Regions from separate parts of the Rattus norvegicus genome. Here region 2 is linked to region 1. Evidence: chromatin contacts called from public Hi-C data. All regions are on one chromosome and are shown on one strand. The core of a region is the stretch at or near the end of the contact, and the rest is flanking DNA. Distances in the headings are between cores, read along the strand shown. Region 1 overlaps Myo18b (myosin XVIIIb). Region 2 holds the start of Sez6l (seizure related 6 homolog like).

Region 1 (6,610 bases), core at 35-2,534:
ATGGGGACAGGCTGTATGGCGGACCCAGGTCTAAGTGGGACACAGGAGATCACGGAGGAGGAGCAGAACCTGGGGCGAGAGCTTGAAAGGTAGATTGGGGGGTGGGGGCTGGAGAGATGGCTCAGCGGTTAAGAACACTGATGCTCTTCCAAAGGTCCTGAGTTCAATTCCCAGCAACCACATGGTGGCTCACAGCCAACTGTAATGGGGTCCGATGGCCTCTTCGGGTGTGTCTGAAGACAGCGACAGTGCACTCATAGACATAAATAAATCTTTATAAAAGTTAATGTGGAAACTGATCATGTGTATGGGGCAGAGGGCCGCACACGGGGGCGAGTGTGACTGACCAGCGGAGGTCACACATGAGAGAGGTAAAGGAGGAAGGCAGGCCAGGCAGGCCCGAGACAGTCAACGGTCAGCCTAAGGAGCAATGGTTTCCCATCACCATGGTTAAGGACTGACACATGGACCCACTTAGATTTCTGGACCCATGGCAGACATCACTAATCAGTCAAGATCCCACAGCAAGCCAGACTCACTTCAGAAGGCCACCATTGGCCACCACACCCCAAGATCTACCTCAGGAGCCAACATGGGGCTTGCTTGGCACCTTCTGTGGGACAAAGGGAAATTTCTGGAGAATTTGAAGCAGAAAAGGAATGGCCCACTGGTAGGTTCGTGAGTTACTGAGCTTCAAGTGGCATTTTTTTTCTCTTTATTCTTCAGATTTATAGTTCTAATTATATTTGTCTGAATATTAAAATTAATTTGGAAGTTCTATGTATGAGCCATCTGGCTGAGGACACACTGCCCAGAAACCTGGAAGGCAGAGAAAGTGAGGCGGGAACGGGAGCCCTTTTGTCAATAACCTGCCACAGCACATAATGAGAGACCAATTTGTACCTGGTCCAAGTAGAGAATCTGGGTGACACAGGGCAGGAGAGCCTGTTAGAGCTGACAGGTCCTTGAATTCTGTAGAGTTTCGTGCCCAGAGAGGGCACGGCATAGGCCAAAGGTCACACAGCAAATTGACTGCAGGGAAGGCAGGAGGCTTCCCCAATTCCCGCCCACGCTGATTCTTTTCCACTCCAGCCGCCTCAGATAGCTGAGACACTGGAGAGGCTCCTCAGCCAATTGGAACAACATCAAAGCAGGTGGTGACACTGAGAGATTCGCCTTGGAAGCGTTTCAATTAACAGCAGAAGCATGTCCCACCTCTCTGTCATATTTCTGGGCCACCACAGAACCACCAAGTCCCTAGCAACCAGGAGCTGAGCCTAGCAACTGCAGCCGCTCCACCACAGCAGACAAGGGGGGAGGAAGGCGCCACCCAACAAAGGCTCGGTTATTTATGAGATTCCAAGGGAGCAGGAGAGGGCGCTCAGAGGACAGATGGTGAGATTATCCTGGATCCCAGTGTCAGCAGCCAAGGAGCACTGGATTTTGAATAACAGGTAGAGCCCATCACTGAAGCACTTAGCTTTCGTGAGAGGGGAGGGGAGACCCCTTTCTCTCTCCTGCAACCCATGTCTCTTAGGAAACAGAGAATGTGAATGAACAAGGAGAGATACTCCTGCCAAGTGAGAAGAGCTCAGGGTGACGGTTAGAGAGCCCATTGTTCTCTAAGCAACTCCAAATAATGTCCTGACCCATCTGCTCTTGGGTAAAAAAAAACCCGTGAAACCAGAAATAAGTCAGATGAGTGAATACAACACCCCCCAAGAAAACTGAGAAGCAGAAGAAGAAAGGCTACACGGGAGGCGGTGGGTCTAGAGCCCAGGGTGGGAGTATTAGACAGCAAGGAAAAAGAACAAGCTAACACTATACTCACTCCTGTGTGAGGCTTCCAAAGCCAATGCTGAGTCCAAGATATCTGACCTGAAAGCTTGCTCTTTGTCTGACGTCTGTCACTAACTTTAAAGTGTTTGAGACTGTGTGACACACACACACACACACACACACACACCCCACTGGTAGATGTCTTCCCTTGGGATGGCTGTCTGAGAAGTTCAGAGCACAGCATTGCACTTCATGGAGCCTCAGGCTACACCCGGCAGAGCCAGCACACAGTGGGACAGAGAAAGCTGGCCAGCTCAGAACATCTTCACATAGAGACACCAACACTGTCATGGCCTCTGGGGTCACGTGGACTTTAGTTTCCTAAGGAGCCTCCACTCCAGCTTCCAGAGTGACTGGACCCATTCACACTCTCTCCCACTATAGCATGTTCCCGCCGGCATTTGTGGGTTTTGTTTTGTTTTGACCACTGCTGTTCTGAGTGGGCCTTTTGTGTTTTGCCTTTTGAGCAGTGTGTGTGTCCATTTTATTCGTTCATTGTTGATGTGTGTTTTGATTTCTCATTTTTGGAGTTCTTTATGTATTCTAGATACAAATTCTAGACAATCCTCTGCCAGCTCTTAACACTCTGTAAGCTATGTTTTCCTTTTGTGTCCTCTGCTAGACATGTTTTGTGGGGCTTTTGTTGTTGTGGTTTGCTTGTTTGTTTGTTTCTGTTTGTGTCCCTTCCACAGGGTCCCTTTGCCAGTGTTGGTCTTGTTCCCTGGGTGACTGGAGTCCTACTGAGTGTTCTCCTTCAGCAGCTCTAGAGCGAGAGCCTCACCATCACACCACAGTCTGGGGTGCATCTGAAGTTGGTGTTTTAGGGGTGAGGAGTGGGGGCTTCGTCCTGTACATGGACAACTCAGTTTTCCCAGATGATGTCTCTTCCCCATTGTGTGTATTTTCCATTGTGGGTACACCGGCTCAGATCTGAGTATGTGACTACCCATTGATCAACACGACTGTCCCATTTGTTTTCATTATTCTGACTCTGCAGATTAACTACACATCAGGCGTGTGGCACCTCCCACGGTTTTGCTCAGGATCACTTGGCTACCCGGGGTCTCTTCTGCTTCTGCGTGAGGTTCAGGGTTGTCTCTCTGTCCGCGAGGAATGGCATTGGAACCTGGGTGGATTCGTCGAGTCTGTAGGTGGCCTCTGTACAGCAGCCACTTACAACATTAATCTGCCCATCCCTGAGCGTGGGAGGTCTTTCCATCTTCTAGTGACTTCTTCGATCTCTTCCTTACTGTCACGCTGCCAAAGGCTCTCATCTCCCGGGTTACATTTATTGCGAGGTGTTTGCTGTGGTGAACGGGGCCGAGACCTTCATTTCTTTCTCAGACGTTTGCCATTGGCTCACAAGAGGGCTCTGCCGTGTGTGTGTGTGTGTGTGTGTGTGTGTGTGTGTGTGTGTGTGTGTGTGTGTGTTTGAGGTTTGTGTCCTGCCTCTCTACTGAGGGTGTCTGCCCACTCTGAAATTTCTGGTGGGGTCCTATGGGTCATAGAATCACGTGACTGCAATGATACACCGACTCCCTCTCTCCTGCAGTCCCCTTCTGTCAGCTTCTAACTCGTTCTCCTGTGAAGAGTGGGGTGGAGAGGGGATACCTTGGGGGAAGGCTTTGGGTTTTCATGCTCAGCAGGTTTATGGGCTCTAACCCACAGCTCTAACTTCACAGTGCCACCAAAACAGCTTCTACTGCAGCTCCTCAGAACTTTTATCATGAAGGGATGTTGGATTTTCTCTAAAGCCCTTTCCGTATCCATGGAGAGGATCCTGTGACCTGTGACCTCGATCCCATTTATGGGATGTATCCTATTTACTGATTCACATGCACTGAACCATGCCCGCGTCCCTGGAGTGAAGACGGTTTCTCACGATGGGTGATCTTTCTCATTGCACTCCCGGATTTAATTTGCAAGTGTCTCATTGAGAATCCATGTGGCTACGCTCAGAGGCCACTGGCCTGCAACGCTCTTCTGTTGTCCGTTCCTTTATCTGGTTCTTCCTCTCTCTACTTTGCAAACTCCTACTCATCCTTCAAAACCCAATATCAGCCCGGCCCAGTGTCCCCTAGTTACAACAAAGGCTTCCCTGACTCAGGCCAAACATCTCTTTAAGTCACTCTCTGGTACCCACAGCCACACTTCTTCCTACGTATTCTCTCGTGTAGCTGCATTAATTTTCATGCCTGTCTTCCTCACTACAGTGAAGCCTCAGACGAGTGCAAGGGTCCTGACCTTTAACCCCAGCATCATCACAGTGAATGAGAGCAAAGGAAGCCAAGAAAGCAGCATTGGAAATGAACAAAACTAACAGCCAGCAAGTGAATGGTGGCTTCCTTTCAGGGAACCCTGGAGCACCCAACCTTCAGGGTCCTTCCTTCTCCAATCCTTCCCGCCCCCCATCCTCCACCCTATCATCCTCACCCTTCAACCTATCCTCCTCACCCCATCCTGCCCCACCTCTGTTCACGACTATAAACAGCAACCAGCAGAGGGCGCCCACCTTTCTCCATTGGCCTCCAGAGCGCCCACTACTGACAGACTCAGGCAGAACCATGCTAAGCTCTCAGGTCTCACCTCACTCTCTTCTACCACATCCTTTCTTGGTCAGGAACAAGTCTCACTTCCTAAACCAGCCCGGACCTTACCAAGGGGTCCAGCTACTCTGCTAGGGCTGCTGCCCCCACATGACCACCATTGCCAACTACAGACCTGAGCAAAAGGAGACAGCAGGTCACGGGACCCTCCATCACCTCCCTCCCTGGCCCTGGGACAGCAGTGCGCCCTGGAAGCGGCCACTTACCTTGGACCACAGGCCCATGCCGAAGGCACTGCTCTCTGCCATCTGGTGCAGGTTCAGTTCCGTCCTGGAAGAGAGGATTGTAGAAGTGGGGGTGGGGGGTCTACTCCAGCCCAAACCACACACAGCAGGAGGCGTCCCACTGCAGGGCCACACACACTACACCTCCTGGCTGCCCCAGGACACAGGCCTCCCTTCCTAATGACCCCATGCTCCAACCTCACACCGTGAGAGAGGGACTGGAGTTCAGAGTAGATGAAATGTAACTGAGCCCCAGTGCAGAGCCCTGACAACTGATATCAGAGACCCGGTCATGAGGTATCCCAGCCTCTTAGCTCTGGGTAAAGCTTCCCACTGAGCTTTCTTCATCCCCCTGTATCAGCAGACCCGCCTGACCCACGTACCCACCTGAGATCTACATCCAGTCCAGCCAGCAGCTGAGAGAAAACTTCAAAGTTCCCTTCCCCTTGGGGCTGCCGGGCCACACGGCTGTTCTCCAGAAGCATCGACTGTGAGTGAGGGGGAGTTGGGCAGTGTCATCTCTGGTCCTTCTACCCAGACTTGGTTCCCAAAGGCCCTACCAGGGTGTCCAACACTCTCTAAGACCTCACTAAAGGGTGACCTTGCCAGTAGCCAGGGTCCAAAGCCCCACAGACAATCAGCCAAGCCATGGGATCTTCCAGCTCCCAGGAAAGGCCAGAGGGACTTCCTCCCTGAAGCCTACAGGGGTGGGGGGTGGGGAGAGCAAAGGCCTCCGTTGATGCTAAGGAGCCAGATATCCCTGATGTGGGCTGTCACCAGGTGCTGTGTGGTCATTCTCTCCAAAGCACTCACTTTCCTTTCTGTTCAACTGGAGTGTTGAAGAGCAGGCAGGCCGCACGTGCAGCACAAGGGGAAAAGATTCTCTGTGGGTCTGTTACATTTCAATAAGCATCTGGGTTCTGCTCTTATTGCTTTGAACCCCCACCCCAGAGCCACACCATGCTAGCTGCTTCTAACATTCCTGGGTGTCAACACGCTTGTCACCCCAGGGTCCTGACTGGAAATGTGAGTGCAGGCCAGAGACGCCACACCTTAAAGAGCCTGTGCCCATCTCCGAGCCTCACCTGGAGCTGAGCAGCTGTGACTCGGCCGGTGGCATTGAAGTCCAACGACATCACCATGGCAAAGCGGGTGGCCCTACGGCTGTGGCTAGTGGACACACAGCCAAAGGCCTGGAGGACAGTGAAGGTGGCTCGGAGCTTCTCCACTGCCAGGAGACAGAGGGGGAGGTGTCACTTGTGCCTTAAGCAGGGCCACCTTTCTGGAGACCCATCCTGGTCTTCTGTCCTTGCGGTGGGATCTCTGAACTACAGTGTGAGTCCCAGCAGCTACCTCAACCCTGAGTTTTAAAGGCTTGGGTAGGATAGAGACGATCTGAGTGACTGGGGGCGGGGAGGGGTGGAGGTGGAGTATCCTCCTGATACCTTGTCAGCACTGGAGGGCCACCTGAGGGCCTGAAAGTCCTTGGATCTTCCCAAAGGTATTCTCTGAGTGCCCACAAGCCCTGTGTGCTATAGCAGACGCCTGGGTACACTTCATCCTGTCTCCCACATTCACATACACAGTGGAACTGCTCTGTGAGAGAGTCTAGGCCAACCCCACCCTTATCTTCAGCTCAGTAAGCTAAGTGCTAGAGTGATCACAGAAGGTGGGGCAGCAGGCACAGCATCTAAGAGAAGCTCGGGTGGGGACTGGGGGTTCTGCCTTTAGCGAAGTGCCCAACAGAGAGATAAATTGTTAAGCTTTTTCATGCTTCAGGAGACCCCTCCCTCTTTCTGGCATAGCTCTGAAAGTTTGACTAACTCAGTGTTTGGAATACACCTATAAAGCTGCCATGGTGGTATAGCCCAGTGCCATCTAGTGCAGCGCCGTGTGGGTTCCGGCGGGCAGTGTCCCCAGGATGAACGGACTCCATTCTTG
Region 2 (6,954 bases), core at 2,673-5,172, 290 kb before region 1:
TAGCTTTAACAGAGCGAGTCATATCAGAAACTGGCACACAGGACGGCCCTCTAATGTCATCTTTCCAATCTGTCATCTTTTGTTGCCATTAACTGTGATTCCTGGTCATGGGTTCAAAGCCATGCAGTGTCCCGTGTCTGGGAAGAAAAGCAGTTTACACTGTGTGCTACTGAGATCCCCCTCTCTAAATGGCGGTGGACAGGGAAGTACGGCTGCCTGCTGGCCCTCCTCCCCAACTTGGTTTGTTTGTTTGGAAGGAAGTTTGCTCTTAGGAGACTAGGAAACCATTGCCTGTGTGCGAACGTATGCTAGTTCCTTTTACACGAGTTACCGAATCCTACAACTACCCTTCCAGGTTGATCCCATCAGCCCCCATTCTATTTATGTCCCACAGATGGCAGAATAGAGTCCCAGTCAAGATGATCTCTCTGAAGGTCGAGCGCACCTAAGCAATGAACAGACTGAGATCTTGGGCTGAAGCAGCTCTGATTTTCAAAAAAATTTCCTGAACCCTGTTGATCTGCTTTTCAAATTCAGCCCGACCGCTCACCAGAGCAGCCTTGCGCGGCCCTCGTTTTGCAATTGCCTCTATAGCGGAGTCCAAACGGGAGCTGGAGTCTGAGTTGCAATGACACTTTCCAGGAGAGCATCCTCTGCAAACTTCCCCTCTCTGCATCCCCCTTTTCACTGTATGCCAAAAGCCGGCAGTAATCTCTCCCTGAGAAATAAGGACCAAGTACCTCCAGCCGGAGGGTGTAGAGCCAGGTGCTCAAGCTACCAGGCTGAGGAACACCCTAGCTTTCAACTGGACATACACGTGTTTGCCTCCTTCCTGCCCTCAGTCACCAGCTGCAGCTTTGAGCGCCCCTAGTGGAGGTATGCAGTATGGGCCTGCCATGCCGCCTCAACCGGCACACAGGAGAACCTGTATACTGCGCTCCCTTGAAAACGGCTTGCAGGAACGGACTCCTAACCCAAAGTCATAAACCAAATTGTTCAGGAAATATCTTTTTCTGACATGGAAGAGGAAGGAAAGGAAGTCGGTATTGTTCCCTAATGCCCAGCAGAACTGTGTGGATAAAAGATGAATCTTTCAAGTTTGGGTCCGGCCGTCTCTGGTGGGGGCAGCCAAAACTCCTTGCGAAAGGATAGCAAATTCATACGGAAGTACACCAACGTAACAATGATACCTATCACTACATGTCAGAGGCTTACTGAAAAATACTGAATTTGCTTTGTTAGTCCAAGGGGAAAAAGAAAAGAAACGTCAGTCTCTGCAGTCTTAGCTTATATGTGCATTACTCTCACGTGCACGTCTTAGGCCACAAAGGCCCTCTTAGAAAAACAAGCTACATTTTATTCTCAGCAACCACGGCCCAGAGAATGCGCACCCTGCATAGGAACATTGCAACAAGTTCCCACCCCTCGCACCGCAAGCAGGAAGACAAGTCTGCAACCCTGGGCTCCTCTGGTGCCTCTCCTCTCTGGTTTGTGGATATGAGCTGCCGGCTAAAAATAGAATTTATTGCAGAAGATCAATTGTTTCCAAATGGACCATGAGAACTGGCAGTGCCCGTGGGCTACCCTAGCTCCCTTCTTATGACTCAGTTGGAACCCCACGGTTAGTAACGAGCCTTTGGATGAAGTACATTGGTGGACTTTAATTTGGCAGTGACCTGAAGTTAATTAAAACTATATGCTCACCAACCACGGTGTGGGGCAGTTGCAAAATATAAAATGTCTAAAAACTGAAATCACAAACGCACACATCCTGCTCTCCCTCCTACACTCTGGCACATACTGAGGAATCAGGATACAGGATTCTGATCTTGGGTGACATTTTCCTACATGCCATTAGGACCCCACCCCCATGCCCATGGTGATGCCTTAGAGAAGAATGTCGAACTCAGAGGTAGGGTCACTTTGGGAAGATGGTGAGCCTCTGGACATCTTTGAGTTCTGTTTGTTCAGTGTGTGTGTGTGTGTGTGTGTGTGTGTGTGTGTGTGTGTGTGTGTGTGTATGTGTATTTAAGAGCTGGGGCAGGGCAATCTGGATCCGGTTCAAGGCCACCACGAGATTGTTGGAAAGAGGCAGCTAATTAAGAAAGGGCATGCTGGGTAGAGACCATTGATTCAAACCAAATCTCTTTTCCCATCTTTTCTAGGGAAGCTGCCCAGACATGGTGTAAATTGGAAATACCATTGTCTCACAAGGGGTGGGGGCGGGAGGTGTTCTTAATTATATCTTCTGTTAAATAAAGGAGGGCAAATCATTCCCCTTGTTCATTTCTGGGCCCAACAGACTGGGAATAAAAGGCCTAATGTATGCTGAGGAGGGCACTCCAGGCCCTGAGCAAGAGATGGGACCCAGAGCTAGGGCCTGGAGCCGAGAGCTGTCCGGGGACTCTGGTGCTGAACTCAGGGGCCCAGAATTCCCCGCGGTGAAGCGGCAATGCGTGTCTGTTTCCAGAATTCCAGACCAAGAAGACCCCAATGAAATGGAACTCCAGATGGACAGGGGTGGGGGATGAGCGCCCCAGGCTGTGACCAGCTCAGGCAGACTCCCAGCTTTGTTTTGTAAGTTACCACGAGAGGAAACACCTTGCCAAGAGAATGGGAGGTTAAGTGGTCCAACCCCGATAGCTGACACAGTAGGCTCTCCAGATGTCTTTAGCTCACCTCATAGCTCCGGGGCTGGGGGTGGGGTCAGGTTTCGGTGAGTTATTTGCCTCCCTTCTCTCGACACTTCAGCATCTCACTATAACTTCCTGGGACCCCAGCAGGGTGGAGCGAAGGTGTACCCCAGGTAGATGAAGGAACCGACAATCTCCACAAACTCAGTCCCTCCTTCCTAAGCTGCAAGCACGTGGGGTTTACTAGCACCCTCTCTTCATTCCTAATATCCATGAGACTGTAGAGGGCAAAAAAGGGGCCCATCCCCCGAGGTTCTAACATCTCTCTTCTCACCAACTTCTGGGAGCCCTGAGCTCCCCTCCATCGGAGGAAGCCACACCCAAGTCCAATTTTCTGACACCTGGCTAGGTTCTATCCAGGAGACAACCCCTCCGAATAGTCCGAGACAGCGTGGGATGGTGGGATGGGAGGGAATCTGGTTCTGGAGACAGGCAGTCAGCTGTCCGCTTCCTATACCTATCTTCTTCCACAGAGCTTGGCAGAATAGCCTGGCAGCCAGCCCTGGGTGCAGTTGCAGAGAGCTTCCAGAATCTGGAGGTTTGGAGAGGACCCCACTCCCAGGAGCTTCTCCGGGAAGCTTTTCCGGACTGCAAAAGGGAGTCTGTCCTCAGCCCAGAGACCGACGAAGGACCCGCAACCCAAGGCGGGAGTCCTTCAGATGCGTCCCCGCCTCCGCTCTCCGGCAGGGACGAGGTGCCCAGCCCGGATTCCGGAAGGTCCCGTGGGTGGCGCGAGTGTTCCCGGACCAGCCGAGACCCCCGACCGCTCGGGTCAGCCGCAACAACTTTACCCTCTTTGGGCCGGGGCCCTCAGGGTTCTTACCTTCCGCCCGAGCTGCCACGGGGCTCCCCAGAAGCAAGGCGACCAGGAGCAGAGAGATCCTGTCGGGTCCCGCGGCTTGTGGCGGTGCCACAGTCATTGTAGCTACGGAGCCGGGGTCGGCACAGAGAGATCCGTGTGGCCGGTCCAGGCAGAGGGATCCGTGCGGTGGGATCAAGGCAGAAGGATCGGGCAGCCGGAATCAGGCAGTGCGGTCCAGGGAGAGGGAGAGATCTGGACCGAAGGCTCTGAGCAGCCGGACCCCAGAGCGAGGTCCAGACAGAGGGATTGGTGCAGCGGGATTCAGGCAGAGGGATCCGGGCAGTAGGATCAGGGCAGCGGCTCCTGGCGGACACGCAGCCCGCCGTGGCTCTGGCCGAGCTGCACCGGGCGCGGGCGACGGACGAGTGAGGAGGAGCCGCGGGCGGCGAGCGAGCGGAGGGCGGGGGCTGGGGCCCGAGCGAGCTAGCAGGAGAGAGAGAGCGAACGAGCGAGCTAGGGAAGTGAGCACGAGGAGGCGGCCGAGGGCCGTTCCGGGGTAGCCTGGCCCTCCGGCCCTGAGAAGTTGGTGATGTCGCCCGGTCCCGAGTGGTCCCCACTCTCTTTGAGGATGCTGGGACAGTCAGATGAGGCGGAAGAGTGCCCGATGTGTCCTTGCAAACCCAGTCCGCCAGCAGCCTGGCCTGTATCCCCACTGTACAGCCCTCTCTGGCCCCTGAGGGCCCCACCCGCCTCCACCCTTTCCTCCCCTCCCCCACTCTTCCCTATCCGCCGAATGCCTTGGTGCTTCCACAGAGAGTCCTGGTGACCTAGGAAGCCACACCGATTGCATCCAGGGACCTCGCTGGACCAATACACAGGTCCACGGAATCCTGTCTGATACCAAGAGGTTCTTCACCTTGGAAACGCCCAGCCACAGACTCTTAGGTGAAGACCCACCACCCATTTTATGACTGCAGCTCCATCTGCTACATTAGCACTCTCAACAGGGCCCTGCAGATCCTTCGAGCTTCCAGAGTCTGAGCCCTGTTTTACCTCCCCCTTCCCCATCCCCCCAGCGAAAGCTTTGGGTCTAGGCCCATCCTCTGACTGCCTCTGTCCAGTTCAAATTCTCTAGCAACGCGTCTTTCTTCCATAAACAGAGGAGATGGGGCGCAGTGGGTGAGGAAGACAAGCAGCCACTTATAGCCAGGCGTTGGCCAAGGGCCAGGCGGGAGATGCCTCACACCAAGGGAGACTGCTCTCCTTGTTCTGCAGAGTTTAACAGGCCCAGCTGGCTTCCCAGGCCCCTCACCCCAAGTTAGACGCCTTTCCCTCCCCCACCCTACTTTGACACTCTGCTCAAGCAGGGAGCAGATGGAGAGAAGGTTGTAGCAATTGGGGGTTAAAAAAAGTCTTTAGCAGAGTGGAGAGACTGGGAATCCCTGAAAAAGGAGTGTGGTGAGGGGAGAGCATGGGAGGTGGGAGGGGAGCAGGGAGGAGGAGGGACTCTTCTGCTCCTGGTTCCCGAGGACCCCCTCACTCACTCTTGGGATGCTCTTTGCCTGAAGCCCAGATTAGAGGGCTGAAGGTGATGGAGGGAATCCTCTTTCCTCCATACTCATCTGGGCTGAAGGAAGCTTTCTGCCTGGCCAGTCAAGTCTCAGAAAGTGTGTGTGTGTGGGGGGGGGGGGGTGTTTGAGAAGGACATGCAGGAGTCCTGGTTCCTCCTCTAGGGGAATGACATGCTGTCCTGTCTTGAAGCATGAGGGTGGGCCCATTGTGAAGAGGGGCCTGGCCCACCCCCTCACTCTCAGGCCTGCCTAGGACTAGCAGCAGGACGTTCAGTAAACCCTGAGGATCAGAAGCAGAGGGCAGGGATACAGAAACACGGAGGGGAGAACGGAGATAGGAGAGCAGGGTAGGAAGGCTTGTCAGTACCCACGGCTTGCCAGACTCTGGAGTGGTCTCTGTTTCAATTTGATAATGATCGGCAGTGATCGCGGTGATCATCAATATCTCCCCTGGAACCCGCTTGACCAAAGCCACTCACCCAGGATGTGATAGGGTGGATGGATTCAAAGCCGGGCCTGGGTTGAAAATCAGACTCCTGTCCCCAAACACAATCCTTCCTTGCAACAAGGTGGCTGCCTCTGGGCTGAGACATGGTGGCTCCTCTTGGATGTTCACCCTCTCCCCTACTCCCAGCAGGCAGCTAGAAGTCCATCATTGCAGTCACCTCTTAGTCAGGGAGGGGAGACACAACAGTGCCATAGACTCTCAACCCACTGAGCCCACAGCAGGAGTTAACTAGTTCCACGTGTGCTCAAACTGTAAAGGGGGGAAAGGCAGTAGTCTGAAGACACAGTGTTGAGAGTGTCGGGCAGATGAAGGTCACCAGAAAGGAGATCCAGCTGGGGTCAGAGGGGGAACAGAAGTAGCTTATGGGGCGGGGGGGGAGGGTCTTCCCCACTGCCAGACCCATTTTAAAGAAGAGCAAACTGAGGTGTGGGGAGGTGAGGTGACACGCTCAACACCATGCACGGTCCAGCTGTGCCCAGGTTTGTGCTCTGTCTACTGCCAGATAATGCCTGGCCTTCGCTTGGGGGAGGGGGATCAGTGGGGACCTCCTGTGCCCACTGCCAGTTGGGTTGAGAACCCCAGGTTCTTTTCCTGCAGTTGGAGTGAGCCTGTAGGTCCGACCTCCCTACATCCTGCTGTGTGTGTGCAATCCCCTTTGTGCAGTTAAAATCAGCAGTGAGGACAAAGGCTGGACCCTGGTCTCAGCTATGCCTTCGCAGAAGGCCAAGAACAAGGGACTTGTGTTCTTTGGGTTCTAGTTGCCTCTTCCAGAGGAGTAGGAATAAAAATGATGCCTTCCATGTGGAGTGACAATGTGCAACAGTATCCTCAAACTGTGACAGGATGCACTGTGCAGGCTTACAGGGTGAGGAGAGGACCTCAGGGGTAGGTCAGCTCAAAGCATAGTCTGGGGCTTGGCCTCAGTCTGAGCAATTGTTATCAACACTGAGTGGAGAGGAAGCTGGAGCTTCTGACCTTTTCTCTGCCTTTCTGAGTGTCTTTCTGTGAGTGAGTGTGTAGCCTCTCTGGAGTTGGTCTCTCAATCTATCCACTCACCCACCCATCCATCCACTCATCCATCCACCCACCCATACATCCACCAACCCACCCATCTGGTCATAACCATCCAAGCACTCACCATCTATTCTATCCAACCCATGCACTATCTACCCATTGGCATACCCATCCACAAATCCATCCATCCATCCATCCATCCATCCACCATCCACAAATCCATCATCCATCCATCCATCCATCCACTCATCCACAAATCCATCCATCATTCATCCATCCATCCATCCACTCATCCACAAATCCATCCATCATTCATCTACCCATCCATAATCCATCCATCCATCTACACACCCATCCATCCATCCA

Evidence for each region. A called contact is a pair of places that touch in the nucleus more often than the background predicts.
Region 2: a Hi-C map of prefrontal cortex shows a contact between it and region 1, with 2.4 times the contacts expected there. The contact joins the promoter of Sez6l here to the enhancer-like site in region 1. A contact is called at or near these places in 2 of 12 Hi-C or Micro-C datasets (frontal cortex and prefrontal cortex) and 1 of 1 datasets of contacts at active chromatin or transcription factors (oligodendrocytes).

The regions. Positions count from the first base shown.
Region 1 is chr12:49,431,960-49,438,569 of GRCr8, reverse strand. It overlaps Myo18b (myosin XVIIIb), which reads right to left. Exons shown (of 42, transcript XM_006249578.5): 7 at 5,755-5,897; 8 at 5,057-5,157; 9 at 4,652-4,715. Among named protein-coding and RNA genes, the nearest start is that of Myo18b, 14 kb to the right of the region's middle. Within about 2 kb of position 1,284, at least 15 of the 93 cell types and tissues checked have an H3K27ac peak or open chromatin away from gene starts, as enhancers often do. A contact at or near this core is called in prefrontal cortex, where this site is marked.
Region 2 is chr12:49,722,298-49,729,251 of GRCr8, reverse strand. It overlaps Sez6l (seizure related 6 homolog like), which reads right to left and starts at 3,922. Exons shown (of 17, transcript NM_001415748.1): 1 at 3,517-3,922. The coding sequence starts at 3,613.